Linked DNA regions of Macaca mulatta: region 1 is linked to region 2. Evidence: chromatin contacts called from public Hi-C data. All regions are on one chromosome and are shown on one strand. Each heading gives the region's core, a stretch centred on a gene start, on an enhancer-like site or on the middle of the called end of the contact. The rest is flanking DNA. Distances are from core to core; before and after follow the strand shown. Region 1 holds the start of CENPX (centromere protein X). Region 2 has its middle 6.8 kb from the start of NOTUM.

Region 1 (2,700 bases), core at 52-2,551, 60 kb after region 2:
CACACCAGGGCTGCAGGCCCCCTGCTCCCCGTCGTCTTCACATTCATCCTCTGCAATGACCACAACTCCAGCTCTGGCCAGAGCCCTCGGGCCTCTAGTTGTCAGGTGGGCTTGATGGAGAGAACACATGACCTCCTGGGGTGTGTCCCCAGTGCCCCCTCTCCGGCAGTGGCCTTTCAGCTACTCTAACCTGGTGGATTCTCCCAACCACCCAGTGAGGTGGCCCAGGCCTCAGTGACTTTCTCCTTCTGAGTTCTGGCGAGAATCTTCAGCAACTCCACCAGAGTGCCCCACACTGACCCCCTGCTGTCTCGGGTGATAAAGAAGGGCCCGATGCAGGAGAAACAAAGAATTCTCCCTGCTTCTACACGACTTCCCTGAAGTCCTCCCCCCAGGATGGGTTCACAAGGGCCTGAGACCCTCCCTTCCCAGGCCACAGAGGCCCACGAGGCCCTGCTGACACTGAGGAAGCTCAGTGCCCCAACCTTCAGGTAGAGCAAAAGAAAGAAAGGCTCAGAAACCACTCTACCTGCACCGATGGGACCCCGCACATGGACTCTGCACATGGCACCCTGTGAGAGCTCCACTTGCCAGGGGCAGGGAAGAGCGGGGCACGCCTTGCAGCCTGGGTGGATCCTGGCTCAGACGGCCTGGGTCTGACCCTAGCTCTGCTGAGTCACTTAACGCCCCCGTGCCTCAGTTTCCCCACTCGCGGGTGGGGTTAATCCGTGTCAAGTGTGAGTAACGTGGAGTACCGAGGAAACCACGCGTTCCTAGCTCAGTGCTGGTGCCCACTAGGGAGCAGGCAAAAGGGAAACCACTGTGCCTGGCGGCTAGGGTAGGTCCTGCCGGCTCCTCGGGCTGGATGGTCTCACTGTCCCCGTCCTGGGGCCTGATCTCCCCTTAACAGGAGACCCCAGGCTCAGGGCGCAGGGCGGCGGCCCAGCTCGTCCTCTCTCTTCGCCGGCTTGGACTCCGCCATGAAGGCGCCCACCCCTGCCTGTTTCTGCAGACCCTCTCCACCTTCCCGCAGCCCCGGCTGCCCCACGCGCCCTCCTACTAGCTGCGAGACCCCGCCCAGGAGGGCGCGGGGCGCGCGGCCGGGCTGGGGTCGGAGTCTGAGAACGGGCCCAACCTCAAAGACACAGGTGGGCGGCGCGGGGGCTGGCGTCTGGCCCTCACGGTGTCACGCGTGGGGTCGGGACGGAGCGTCCACACCTCCCTGGCCCCTGCCTGCCGGCCCTCACCTTCCGGAAGCCGGCTCCAGCTCCGACTCCCTCCATGATCGCAGCATCGAAGCGCGCCCTCCGGAACCCCGCCCCTCCAGCCAATGAGCGCAGAGCGCGCCCTCGGAGCCCCGCCCCGCTCCCCTACCCAATGAGCCCGGAGCGCCTTCTCTCGGAGCCCCGCCCCAATGTCTCAGCCAATGAGGCCGGAGCGCGCCCTCCATCAGCCCCGCCCTCACGTCCCTCAGCCAATAAACCCGGAGCGCTCCCTTCCGGGACACCACCCTCACACCCATCAGCCAATGAGCCCGGAGCATGCCCCTTCGGGGCCCCACCCTCATGCCTCTAGCCAATGAACCTGGAGCGCGCTGCCCCCTTTCAGCTTGCGGCCCGAAGGGCGCGCCAGTTCCTTTGTTTTCATTGGCCCGCACCGAGGGCTGCCTGCGCAGAGCCTGCTGGGAGTTGTAGTTCCCGCGGCCTCTCCCGGGGCGCCTTGTTCTTCCTGGATACTGAGGCCCCGACGCGGCAGTCGCGAGGGCGGGGGTTGGGGCTGCAGGCGCGGCAGGGCCTGGAGGGGTCGCGCGACGCGCCTGCCTGCTTCCTGCACGGGTAGTCCCCAAGCACTGCGGGGCCCCAGCCCTACCGCCCAGCCCCCGCGCTCCAGGACCTCCCGCCCGCAGAGCCCACTCGGATTCGTCTGGGTCGGCGGAGGCCCCGTCTGCCGTACCCGGCGCTGGGACTGCTCCGCACCGAGCGGCTCCCTTTAAGCAGCTGCGGGAGCATGCGGAGGAGGCCCTGCCGGCCCCGCGGGTCATGGAGGAGTTCCGGCGCTCCTACAGCCGCCTGTGCAGGGAGAGTGGGGCCGAGCCCCAGGAGGCTGTCCTGCAGCAGCTGCACCAGCTTCCCAGGGGCCGGCTGGACCTGGCCACGCAGAGCCTGACGGTGGAGACCTGCAGGGCCCTGGGCAAGCTGCTGCCGAGGGAGATGCTGTGCACGGAGCTGGTCCTGAGTGACTGCATGCTCAGCGAGGAAGGTGGGCAGGCGCGGCGGGGTGGATCCCTCTGCTCCTTAGCTGCCCACACTGTTGCCTCGGCAGCCCCAGAGGTCGCTTCCTCTCCATGCTCTCCTCTTTCTGTGCCTCGGTTAAAGCGAGCAGGGGCGCCCCTTCCTGCACCTGGGAGTAGAGGACAGTTCCTCTGTAGGACAGGGGAGAGACCTTAACATGTCCCTCTTAGCTGGTTCCCCGCGTGCTGAGCCGGCTTGGTGCCTGAAGGGGCTGCAGGTGTTTCAAACATGACTTCACAGCGAGACTCTTGGCCAGCGCCAACCCAGACCACCGGGACAGTTGTCCCTCCCTGGGTCTAGGGAGCTGCCCTGAAAAGGGGCCAACGGGGAGGATCTTGGGGTCAGGAGGGGCAGAGAGTGACCGCTGGCCCCCCTTACACAGGGGCCACACTGCTGCTCCGAGGCCTGT
Region 2 (2,700 bases), core at 101-2,600:
CCACTCCGTGGGAAAAAGGGGTCAGCAAGGGCCCAGGCTGGCGGGCGGGTGCAGGCGGAGAGGGAGGAGGGTGTGATGGAGGGTGGTTGGCGGTACAGGGGTCCCCTGGAGACCTCGTGTGGGGCCCTGGAGCTTGGTGATACGAGCCTCCAGCACACAGCATGTCAGGCAGCCGCGGACCCGGCTTCCCTGTCCAGACTGGAGGCGGCTCCCTGCCGCACATCCCGGGCCCCTCCCCCAAGGGCCTTGAGCGCCAGGGCCGCTCTGGGCTCCAGCTGCTGCCGGCCGTCTGGGGCCCAGCTGTTGTGTGCTGGCCTCAGCCGCCCCGCCCCGCCTGGCCACCTGGGCTGCCCTGCGCCCCAGCTGCTGGCTTCTGAGGCCCAAGTGAGCAGGGAAGTGAGGCGGGCCACCCGCTTCCCCATGTGGCTGTCTCTTGGGGGAGGCCGCCCACTTTCCCCTTGGCTGGCTCTTGGGGGAGGCCCTGCTCTGCAGTCGGCTCAGAGTGGGGGAGGTGCCCTGAGGCCAAGCGCTGCCGTCGCAGAGCTTGGCCCCCTTTTGGTTTTCCCCAACCTCCTTTTCTAGTCACCCCATCCATCAGAAGGACCCTTCTTGGCCTCATATCCTGGGACCTTAATGAGCCAAGTCCCTCGTCAGGAGCTGCTGTGGCTCTCGCCCAGGTCCTCGGAGGGGCGAGGGGGGCCACCGGGCGGGGCGGCTGCTACTGGGCTTGGTGTTGCGGCTGCCCTCTCCCCGTCCCCAGTGCCTGGACTGAGTGGCCTCTGAGTTCCCTGGTGGAAAGGATCCGCCTTGCCTTAGGATGTCCTTCACCCAGGTGAGAGCTCCTGGAACCCAGTGGGGAGGCGAGGCTGTCATTTTTGGACCCAGGTATTTGGCGGGATCTGCCCCTGTTGGCACCCCTGCAGCTGAACCCCGCCCCATCCCGCCTCCTCCCTAAGGCTTCACCTGGCTGGTGCCAACATGTAGCCTACTGGGAGTGGCAGGCCCACCAGGGAAAGGCCACCTTCCAGAGCTGGGGGAGGAGGGGCATGGGGATGGGGGAGTCCCAGCTCATCAGTGGAGATGCAGCCTCTTGGGACATCACGCAGAGAGTGTGTGGCTCCTTCCTGGACAGGTGAGGGAGGCTGGAGGTCAGGCTCCTGGATGCCAAGGGGAGGGGCAGAGAGGCTGGTCCTTTGCCCTCCCAGCTGCCAGGCTCCACCGCCCTCACGAGCTGCAGGCCGGGCCCCCACCCGTCCAGCCTGCTGGTCCCCACGCTCCTGCTCCTGCTCCTGCCGCAACAGCGGCAGCAGGCCAGGGAGGCCATGTGACCTTCGCTCGCCCTCCCTCCCTCCCTGTGATCCCCACGTGGCCTCTGGGGAGGCAGAAACAAACCCTCAGATCTTGCCACTGGGAACCTTTCAGCGCCAGCGACATCAAAGAGGGGCGGCGGCGGCGGGGGCGGCCAGCGGATGCTTCTCTTAAAGGGCCACGCCATTTTTAATTCAAAGCAGATTCTGGGAGCAGCTGTCTAGCTGGGAGGGAAGGTGGCAGCCGAGCCCTCTCCAGACCTGGCTACAGTTGCTCCTCAGAACTAGTTAAACTGGGCTGGGTGCGGTGGCTCACGCCTGTAATCCCAGCACTTTGGGAGGCCGAGGCAGGCAGATCACCTGAGGTCAGAAGTTCGAGACCAGCCTGGCCAACATGGCGAAACCCTGTCTCTGCTAAAAACACAAAAATCATTACAGAAGGAAAACCCATGGGATGAAAAAAAAAAAAAATCAGCCAGGCATGGTGGTGGTGCGTGCCTGTGTAATCCCAGCTACTTGGGATGCTGAGGCACGATAATTCTTTTTGGGTTTTTTTTTTTGAGACGGAGTCTCGCTCTGTCACCCAGGCTGGAGTGCAGTGGCGGGATCTCGGCTCACTGCAAGCTCTGCCTCCCGGGTTCATGCCATTCTCCTGCCTCAGCCTCCCGAGTAGCTGGGACTATAGGCGCCCGCCACCACGCCCGGCTAATTTTTTCGTATTTTTAGTAGAGACAGGGTTTCACCGTGTTAGCCAGGATGGTCTCGATCTCCTGACCTTGCGATCCGCCCCCCTTGGCCTTCCACAGTGCTGGGATTACAGGCGTGAGCCACCATGCCCGGCCGAGAACTCCTTGAACCCAGGAGATGGAGGTTAGAATGAGCTGAGATCATGCCACTGCACTCCAGCCTGGGTGACAGAGTGAGACTCTGTGTCAAACAAACAAACAAACACAAAACTAGTTAAACCGGAGAGGGGTCGGACCAAGAAGAAGAACCAGCACTATGCTGTCCTCAGAACTGAGGTTGAGCAAGGTCCCAAGTGGCCAGACGGCAGCAACATAGAAACTAGATTCTTTTAATAAAATAAATAGCGTGAGCCCTCTCGCACATTTATGTATGAGTGGCGATTCTTTTGTTGTTATTATTTTTAGAGACAAGGTCCTACCCTGTGTTGCCAGGCTGGAGTGCAGTGGTGCGATCACTGCCTGAGCCCTGAACTCCCGGGCTCAAGTGATCCTCCTGCCTCAGCCTCCTGGGTACCTTGGACTACAGGTGTGTACCACCACACTTTTTAATTTTTTTTGTGGCGATGGGGTCTCACTATGTTGTCCAGGCTGGGCTTGAACTCAGGCTCATATGATCCTCCCCCTTAGCCGCCCCAGATGCTGGGATT

What was found. A called contact is a pair of places that touch in the nucleus more often than the background predicts.
Region 1: a Hi-C map of blood shows a contact between it and region 2, with 6 times the contacts expected there. The contact joins the promoter of CENPX here to the enhancer-like site in region 2. A contact is called at or near these places in 8 of 14 Hi-C or Micro-C datasets (CD4 T cells, blood, cortical neurons and 4 more).

What each region holds. Positions count from the first base shown.
Region 1 is chr16:91,693,110-91,695,809 of T2T-MMU8v2.0, forward strand. It overlaps CENPX (centromere protein X), which reads right to left and starts at 1,302. Exons shown (of 5, transcript XM_015120611.3): 1 at 1,248-1,302. The coding sequence starts at 1,283. It overlaps LRRC45 (leucine rich repeat containing 45), which reads left to right and starts at 1,722. Exons shown (of 17, transcript XM_001112894.5): 1 at 1,722-2,259; 2 at 2,674-2,700. The coding sequence starts at 2,040.
Region 2 is chr16:91,633,146-91,635,845 of T2T-MMU8v2.0, forward strand. No RefSeq gene overlaps it. Among named protein-coding and RNA genes, the nearest start is that of NOTUM, 6.8 kb to the left of the region's middle. Within about 2 kb of position 1,351, at least 18 of the 40 cell types and tissues checked have an H3K27ac peak or open chromatin away from gene starts, as enhancers often do. A contact at or near this core is called in CD4 T cells and blood, where this site is marked.